3 separate regions of the Mus musculus genome follow, and all the other regions are linked to region 3. Evidence: chromatin contacts called from public Micro-C and promoter capture Hi-C data. All regions are on one chromosome and are shown on one strand. Each heading gives the region's core, a stretch centred on a gene start, on an enhancer-like site or on the middle of the called end of the contact. The rest is flanking DNA. Distances are from core to core; before and after follow the strand shown.

The links. Promoter capture Hi-C pulls out the DNA fragments that hold promoters and counts their contacts. Hi-C and Micro-C count contacts between places; a contact is called where the count stands out from the background.
Region 1: a contact with region 3 is called in a Micro-C map of embryonic stem cells, with 2.7 times the contacts expected there. The contact joins the enhancer-like site here to the promoter of Magi1 in region 3. A contact is called at or near these places in 5 of 39 promoter capture datasets (the 3T3-L1 cell line, 3T3-L1-derived adipocytes, cranial neural crest and 1 more), 9 of 484 Hi-C or Micro-C datasets (the N1E-115 cell line, embryonic fibroblasts, embryonic stem cells and 5 more) and 2 of 115 datasets of contacts at active chromatin or transcription factors (astrocytes and embryonic forebrain).
Region 2: a promoter capture Hi-C map of liver shows a contact between it and region 3, with 3 times the contacts expected there. The contact joins the enhancer-like site here to the promoter of Magi1 in region 3. A contact is called at or near these places in 5 of 39 promoter capture datasets (the 3T3-L1 cell line, hippocampal neurons, liver and 1 more), 4 of 484 Hi-C or Micro-C datasets (all in embryonic stem cells) and 1 of 9 other capture datasets (liver).

Annotation. Positions count from the first base shown.
Region 1 is chr6:93,756,431-93,759,130 of GRCm38.p6, reverse strand. It overlaps Magi1 (membrane associated guanylate kinase, WW and PDZ domain containing 1), which reads left to right. Exons shown (of 24, transcript NM_001029850.4): 9 at 1,367-1,476. Among named protein-coding and RNA genes, the nearest start is that of Gm23035, 36 kb to the left of the region's middle. Within about 2 kb of position 1,265, at least 78 of the 459 cell types and tissues checked have an H3K27ac peak or open chromatin away from gene starts, as enhancers often do. A contact at or near this core is called in 3T3-L1-derived adipocytes, embryonic stem cells and trophoblast stem cells, where this site is marked.
Region 2 is chr6:94,998,169-95,000,868 of GRCm38.p6, reverse strand. No RefSeq gene overlaps it. Among named protein-coding and RNA genes, the nearest start is that of 4930511E03Rik, 56 kb to the right of the region's middle. Within about 2 kb of position 1,333, at least 14 of the 459 cell types and tissues checked have an H3K27ac peak or open chromatin away from gene starts, as enhancers often do. A contact at or near this core is called in liver, where this site is marked.
Region 3 is chr6:94,282,467-94,285,166 of GRCm38.p6, reverse strand. Magi1 (membrane associated guanylate kinase, WW and PDZ domain containing 1) reads left to right here and starts at 1,250. Exons shown (of 24, transcript NM_001029850.4): 1 at 1,250-2,157. The coding sequence starts at 1,845. Gm31661 (a long non-coding RNA gene) reads right to left here and starts at 1,246. Exons shown (of 5, transcript XR_377886.4): 1 at 238-1,246.

The DNA.
Region 1 (2,700 bases), core at 16-2,515, 530 kb after region 3:
TGATGGGTGTATGTTGATGTGTGTGCGTTGTGGGGGTAAGTGCGTGTGCTTGCCCGGCCTTACTAGTGACAGAGTCATCTAAAATGTCTGGATCTTTGTCACTTTAAATACATTGCATTCACATAGTTTAACTACCTTAGAACTATCATTGCCTATAGGCTGTGAATTTGGTCTTTCCTCTTGGTCATTCATTGGGTTGCCATAATTGACAGATGTTAGTGGAGTCCTTTTGACTTCACCCTTAGGCTTCTCCATACCTTGCTATGTAAAGCCATTCAAGAGTTTTGCTATTGTAGACCACAGACAACATCCCAGCTCCAGTTGACTCTTAATTCTTAGTAATTCAGAGTGTACTTCTTGGTGAATTTAATGTACCCCCCCCCTCTCAGATGCTAGCTTTGAAATAGGGGTAGAGTCACTGGCTCAAGCCCTTGAATTCAAAAGCAAGCATAGCTGAGTGAGCATACTAGTTAATAATGCCACACAAAGAGAACTACACAGAGGCGTACTTCTCATCCCCACATGAAATACTATTGTGTCCACACTTACATGCTTCACATACTCAAGGTGAATTGTTGCTTGAAAAAAAAAATGGCATAGAAAACTTTAGAAAAAAATAAATAAAATTTAAGTTTCAAGTTGGGTGTCATTCAGGGCACGGTAAGGTCTCTTTCCTTGCTGCTCCATGGAGATTAGGCCACAAAGCACCCCTCATCCAGTGCAGCTAAGCTTTATGCACTGCCTGTCAATCAGTCACTTGGTGGCCAGCTCAGTTACAAGGTCAGCTGTCACAGTGTCATACACTGTCATACACTGTGTTCAAATGTCCCTTATTTAACTTCCTGATAGGCCCAGAGCACAAAGGTCACAGCGTGGGCAATTGGAACGTGCTGAAGAGGCAGGCAGAAGTTCCTTTAAGTGGCTAAGGAAATAAATCATATGTGGAAACTACTGAGGGCTACAGTGAATTGTTGCTGTTGATCTGTTGCTGTGCTTGTTTTATAAGTTAAACTGGGTCATAGGTGTGTACAGATGCAGAGGGAAAACCATATTCATATTGGATTGGACGCTATCCTGGGCTCCAGCATTCACTGGGGCTCTGGGAACAGGTTCCCTGTAAACAAGGGCTTTCCGCTGGTGAGTAAAGCTATTTGCCTCAGGACATTTGCTAGGGATTTCTAGTAAGATGCATTCCAACCACACCCTAGGTCTCACTGCACATACACAGCCATAATGGGAGCTGTGTTTATGTCTATCTGCATATCCACTCCAGACCCTCTGCTGTGCCTCAACTAATCGATTTGCCCGGCCTTTTCTTGCTAGAATGAGTATTTCCTCCCTGAGAACTGCTTTCCTTTCTTCCCAGCCACATCAACAGGAAGACGCAATATGAAAACCCAGTCCTAGAAGCCAAACGGAAGAAACAGCTTGAACAGCAGCAGCAACAGCAGCAGCCTCAGCCACCGCAGCCAGAAGGTTGGCTTCTTTGCTGGAGGCATTTCCCTGAGCTGGGAGTGTGGGGTAAAGCCTAGGCACTGTCACCCCCGTGTGGTCAGAGCTGGCCTTGATGATAGATTCTTTTCTCCTCTAGTCACCCCTCCCTCCAACAGCACACCCCAGCACACTGCAGAAGGGGGCGCCCCTGCATAGCGCTCAGACCTCTGCCTTGCTTTGGATGGAATTTAACTTGCGGAGCTGAGGGAATTTGGGCCCCTGCAGCATTTGCATGGTGATCCCTGTGTAACATTTAAGCAGAGTTTCTGGGCACTAGGCTCCTTTTTCACGTTAGAAACGCCGTACAGAAGGATCTGCATGCTTCTGGGAAGTCACAAATCATATTCTTTTATTTTTTTTTTATTTTATTTTGGTTTTTCAAGACAGGGTTCTCTGTGTAGCCCTGGCTGTCCTAGATCTCACTCTGTACACCAGGCTGGCCTCAAACTCAGAAATCCGCCTGCCTCTGCCTCCCAAGTACTGGGATTAAAGGCGTGTGCCACCACTGCCCCAAACAAATTCATATTCTTTAGAGAAATCAAAATAACCCAGGAAGAGGGGGGAACATTAAATCTTCCAGTGCTTGCCCCATCCCATTCTTAGGGGCTCACTGTGTAGAATTTTTCTGGTAAATAAAAATCACAAATACCAAAACCAAGAATAATTTTGTGAGTAAATATATTTCATTTGAGCAACTTTTTTTCACTTTTTATTTCTTAAACCTGCTTGAAGGTTTGAGTTGACTCATAGTTTTAATGGCTAAAAGATGTGCTACGTAATGAGTGTTTCTACTAATATGTAGCTATCCATTTATTAATATTTAAGGTTTTCCTAATTTTTCATTAAATCTTTCAGTGGTAGGCTTTATACCATCTAAGTATAATATCAATTATGTGAATATGAACTATAACACTTTTGTTCCCACGTTATATATAATACATATTATATGCTATATATTATTATATATTTAATTAATTTATATATTAAATATTTAACATAATTAATTTATATACTATATATTTTAAATGTGTATGGTGCTAGAAATTGTACTGAGGACCTCATCACACCAAGTATCTACCCAAGCAAGCACTGAGTCCTTGAACATAATCAAATATAGTCCTTAAACTATGGGAGTAGCCAAATGTTACTACTATAAATATATATAAACATCACAAATGTTTTAGCATTGATGTTACATAGTTCTTG
Region 2 (2,700 bases), core at 84-2,583, 720 kb before region 3:
CATCTTTTGAAGAGAGAAATGTTAGCATGCCTGGACTTAACTTGGACTCAATTAACCTCCTCTAGTAAAGGGTCAGAAACCTCATCTAATAGGGTTACAAGAATGGTCAAAGCGTTCCATCTCTCTAGAAGTGAACAGGCTTGAACTGAGGCTGGGAACCAAAGAACTGGTCGACCAGTTGTCTTTGAAATCTGACTTCTCAGTGGCAGAGGTGAGGTTCACATGCTACCGAGTACCAAAGAAATGAGTTGAATGTGCTGAGCAATACACCCAGCATTTGCTCAGCTCCTTACTGGGCACTTAATATAACTACCTCATTTAATCCTTGAGTAATTCTGAAGGTAGCTATTTACATTCCCTGTTTTATACATCAGGAATTGAAGGTCAGGAAAATGACAGCCTGCTGTTACAAAAGCAGAAACTAGCCATTTACCAATTGAACTCACTACTGTGGACCCAGAATAAGGAGACTCGGTCCCCAGCTTTGCTACTTTTAAACTGGATTGCTTTGAATGCTTCGTTTGATCTCTCAGTTCTTTTTGCAAAACAGAGCTTTCTTCTTTCAAAGTTATCATGAATGTATAATGAGTTAATATTGCTAAAGAGCATTTATCTGAGCCTAGCTTGAACTGGGCATCACATTGTTTGAAGCCTGGTCTATTTGACCCAAAGTCCAGCACCATCTTGCTTAAGCTCTTCTGCATCACTCTTAGATCTGTTTCCCAAAATGTGGCCTGAGAATGTGTTTGTTGCACAGGTCTTCCAGAATCCCAAGGCAAGGTTTCCTGGGAAAGACAAAGCAGCTGTCTCTGGAGAAATCTTTATGAGAGGGGAAGGTAGAGGAAAAAAACGAGATTCCAGACAAAGCCTCCCTCAGGCATAAACCTCTCTACTAGGGAATTAGGAGGCAGAAACTCACTATGCTACGATTTTGTCTCACTGATGCTGGCGGGCCAGGCTTTTGTATCTTCACATCTCTGGTTTTTAGAAAGCCCAGCTGCAAAGAAAGTGCTCAAGGCTAAAGGGGCAAGACAGAAACAGTAGCTCTGGGGCAGTTCTTAAAGACTTCAGCAGCTGAACTGGGGAAACAGGCTTGTAGGACCTAGGCCAGCCCTTGAGATAAGAATCAGCACTTTCCTACCGTCCCTGGGTATTTTCACATTAGAACTTGAGACATTCTTACAAAGAAGGCTACAGCACGTGTGTGTGTGTGTGTGTGTGTATGTGTGTGTGTGTGTGTGTGTGTTTGTGTGTGTGTGTCCATGGTGAGGGCAGCAAGAACTGGGGAAATGGCTTGTCACACTGTATGTGCAGTCCACATACACACATCGATGAATGTTTGCTCTCTCTCTGTTCAGTTTCAGAGCTCAGCCCGTGGAATAGTGCCACCTCTTTTTAGGGTACCAAAGTAATTTCACCTCCTGTCAAGTTGACAAGATTAACCACCATAGGAATCAAGAAATGCTGTGTCTTAAATACGACAAACAGGGAAACAAGAAGCTGTCAATATGATTTAATGGGGGCTAAACTTTGTGGATTTTTCCAGAGTGACAGTCCCCATTGGCTCACTGAACCATGCAAGTCAGACTTGCCACGTGCCTGCAGAGCACGTGTTCTCTAGGGGCCAGCTCTGACCTGCTGCCAAGCGGCAGGCAATGAACCTCACAAATATTTGTATTCATTTTATTGGAGGTCCAGCTATTCTGACACTGAGCCAATAGACGCCTACAAAATGCCCTGGAAAGGAAAAAAAAAATCCAATTTCAACTTCCAATCTGGGAAACTTTATAGCCAAAGCAGGTGGTCAGTATTTTTGGATCATTACGTTCATGAGGTCTGCCTTTGTATTTTAATTGATTGCTATAAGGGAGGTGAATTCATAAGCCACTAGTATGTTCTGCCTGCCTTTCATACTTCAGTGTGACTCAAGTAATGAGATTATGTGTTAGAGTCTTGTCTTCTAATGACCCAGAATGCCCTTGTGCTACACCCATGTTTGTGGGAGTGTGGTCCGAGAAACAAAAATTTGCTATTCTTTTCCCTTTGGTAAAATGGAACTGTATAACTATTCCCAGCCTAGGAAATGCGTATGGAAGTAAGAACCAACATCTAAGAACCAGGGCTAGTCTCCATTCTCCTCACTGCTGTTGTGACCTGAAGCCACCTGTTTCCATGAAGAGAGCCTGATTCCCTAACTGAACAGAGCAAATCCTCATTGACTTGCCTTTGACCTTGCAGGAGTGAACGATTCTGTTTGCTGAACCATGAGGAGGTATTATCCTAGAGCTACTAACCCCAACTATTACAACATTAGCAACCAAGGCCATGGGAGTTTCTTAGCTGAAATAGTAAGTCTAAAGACTGGAGAGATGGCTTAACAGTTAAAACACTAGCTGCTTTTCCAGAAGACGAGGGTGAACCCAATTCCTAGCACCTACATGGTGTCTCACAACTAACTATAAATTCAGTGCTAAGGGATCCAGTGCTCTTTCTGGCCTCCTCAGACACCACTGCATACACGGTGCATGGCCATACATGCCAGCAAAACAGGGCCATGCATGCTCCCTCCCTCTTCCCCTCCACCTCCACCTCTCCTCCCCCTCTGCCTCCTCTCTCTCTCTCTCTCTCTCTCTCTCTCTCTCTCTCTCTCTCTCTCCTTCTCTCTCTCTCTCTCTCTCCCTCCCTCCTTCCCTCCCTCTT
Region 3 (2,700 bases), core at 1-2,500:
TGAAATTTTATATGCCACCATAAATTATTTACTTTGCAAGTTTCCAGTGCCTATGTATTATTTCTAACAACTCTGTGTGTGAGGTGGGGTGGGGTGGGGGTGGGGGTGGAGGAGGGGGTGGGGGTGGGGGTGGGAGTGATTGTATTCCTCCAGCCTTGGCAAGTGGAAGGTCTTCACTTAATGTTGTACTTAAGATGCCTGCGGAATCTGAACTTCAGACCTATCCTCTCGACCCACCTCAGTGACATCCTCATCTCTCTGAGTGGCTCCAACTCAGCTCCTTTTATCTAGTAGATTCTCAAGTCCGTGACCAAAGAGGAACTCATTGGAAACCACTGAAAAATAAACAAAACCGCTAGGGCCACCACTGCACTGGCTTCTTGGCGGTGGGGGCTGTTCTTTCTGTCCCGGCCTCACCAGTGCCCCGATTACTGGACCCCGCCTCTGGGCGGCGAATTCCGAGGTGGCCGGCTCGCCCACGCTTGTGCAGGACCCGCACCCTGCGGTGATCTTTACTCCCCAAAGCAGTGCTTAGGTTTCTCGGCTCTCCTAGAAGCCAAAGGGGGCTGGCCACCGCCGCCCCCTTTGCTGGAAGGACAATGAGAGGCCAGCGAGAAGTCTTAGGTAAAAAGGCCACGCTAGCTTTGGCTTTTCTCGCTCGCTGGCAGTTTTTTCCTTGTCCTAAAAAGTTGGCCCCAAAGTTTAACGATGGGAGCGTATGTGTAGGTGCGTTTGGTGGGCGCGGACAGGGATGCAGAGGGTGTGTGGGTCTTGTTGATTCGGGTCCTCAGGGTCACAGAGACAAGAGCCAGGCTCCGCATGTGGACTTGAACCCCTGGGCGGGGAGCAGGCGCGGAAATGTGGCGGAAGGCGCGTGAGCGATGGCGTGGCCAGGCACTAGCGGAGGACGAGGAGGGACCCGGGTAGGCAGCAAGAGTGTGAGCCCCGCGCTGAATTGGTCTCCCAGCCCCCACCTGTTTGAAACGATTTGCAAACACCAAAGCCAAATTCTCTGTGTTCCAAAAGTTCGAGAGCTGGAGTCGGGCAAGCACACGTGTTCCCCCAAAAGGCTCTGGCTGAGCCGACCACACTGCAAGAGGAGGAATTCTAGGGGTGCAGGGAGAGGAGCAAGTTGGCGTCAATGAAGGGTCGGCCCTAGGACCCCGCGGGAGGCGCGTTGGAATCTCTCCCTTCCAGGAGGAGGGGTGGGGCGGGCCTGCCCGCGGGCGGCCGCCGGGCGCATGCGCGCGCGTCTCCTCTCCAGCCGGCCGCTGCGCTCCGCCGCGCGGAGTAGAATGAACTGTAACAAAACAAGCCGAGCCTTTGTATCTGCTTAAAGGGGCCGCGGCCACTTCCCTCGCGTCCCCTCACCCCCGCCCCGCGCCGTCGCGTCTCCAGGGCTCCCGGCAACTAGCTTGGAAAGGGCTTCCCTCGCGCTGAGGAGCGGCCGGCCGGCGCGGAGCAGGCGCGGCGTGTGTGGAGAGAGCCGCGGAGCGGAGAGCGGGCCCGGGCGGCGCCGGAGTGGACTCTGGTCCCGGGAGCGCGGTCGGCGCCGGAACGCGGACCCGGAGGCACCGGAATGCAAACAAAGCTCGCGGGCGCCCGTGCAGGGCTCTTCACGGAGCCCGGAAAGTTTGTTTTATGATGGCTTGAGAGCGCGAGAGAGTCGGGCGAGGAGGCTCGAGTAGCTCGCTCCCGCGCTCCGAGAGATGCTTCTCCCGTGAGCCCGCCGCTCCGGGGGCTCGTGCTGTGGGGGCACCTGTCTCTCGTTTTAGCAGTTTTCTTTTCTTTTTCTTTTTTTCTTTAATTTGAATTTTGTTTTCGAGGAGGGGCTGTAACTCATCATGTCGAAAGTGATCCAGAAGAAGAACCACTGGACTGGCCGCGTTCACGAGTGCACCGTGAAGCGGGGACCCCAGGGCGAGCTGGGGGTGACGGTCCTGGGGGGCGCGGAGCATGGGGAGTTTCCGTACGTGGGGGCGGTGGCGGCGGCCGAGGCGGCGGGGCTTCCCGGCGGTGGCGAGGGGCCGAAGCTGGCCGAAGGTGAGCTGCTGCTGGAGGTGCAGGGGGTCCGGGTGTCCGGCTTGCCCCGCTATGACGTGCTGGGAGTCATCGACAGCTGCAAGGAGGCCGTCACCTTCAAAGCCGTCAGACAAGGTAAGACGGGGCGTGCCTTTGGGGGGCGCACCCCGAAAAAGAGGGGAGGCCTGAGGGGGCGCCGTTTGCTCCGAGTGCTGTGAGCCAAAGTTGAGGCCCGGACCAGATGCACTCAAAGTTGTGAGGTTGTGGGCTGTGCGCCCACCTGCGTGGCGGGCTGGGGCCGGGGTTGCGCCGGGAAGCGGGGAGATGCTTCCCAGGTCTGGTTTGCCAACTTCTAGGTCGTAGCCACCTAGTGCTGCGCAGCCTCGCCTTCACCTTAAGGCAGATGGGGAACTGAGGGAGGCTAAGGTGGACGCTTCCCCCAGCCCCTTACGGGATGGATGAGCTCACGGAGCTGGTGGCTTGCCACTGCCTGTTTCCCTGAACTGGAGAGTGGGTCGTGGAAGGAGAGGGTCTATTTATGGTTGATTGGAATTCTTCCATCACAGAATTTGCCTTCATCCTGCAACCCCTCCAGGTGGGGCTGGGTTATAACCCACTGGAGTCCTTAATCCAGCCTCCTGCAGAGCCCGCAATCACCCCACAGCGGGGTGACGTCTG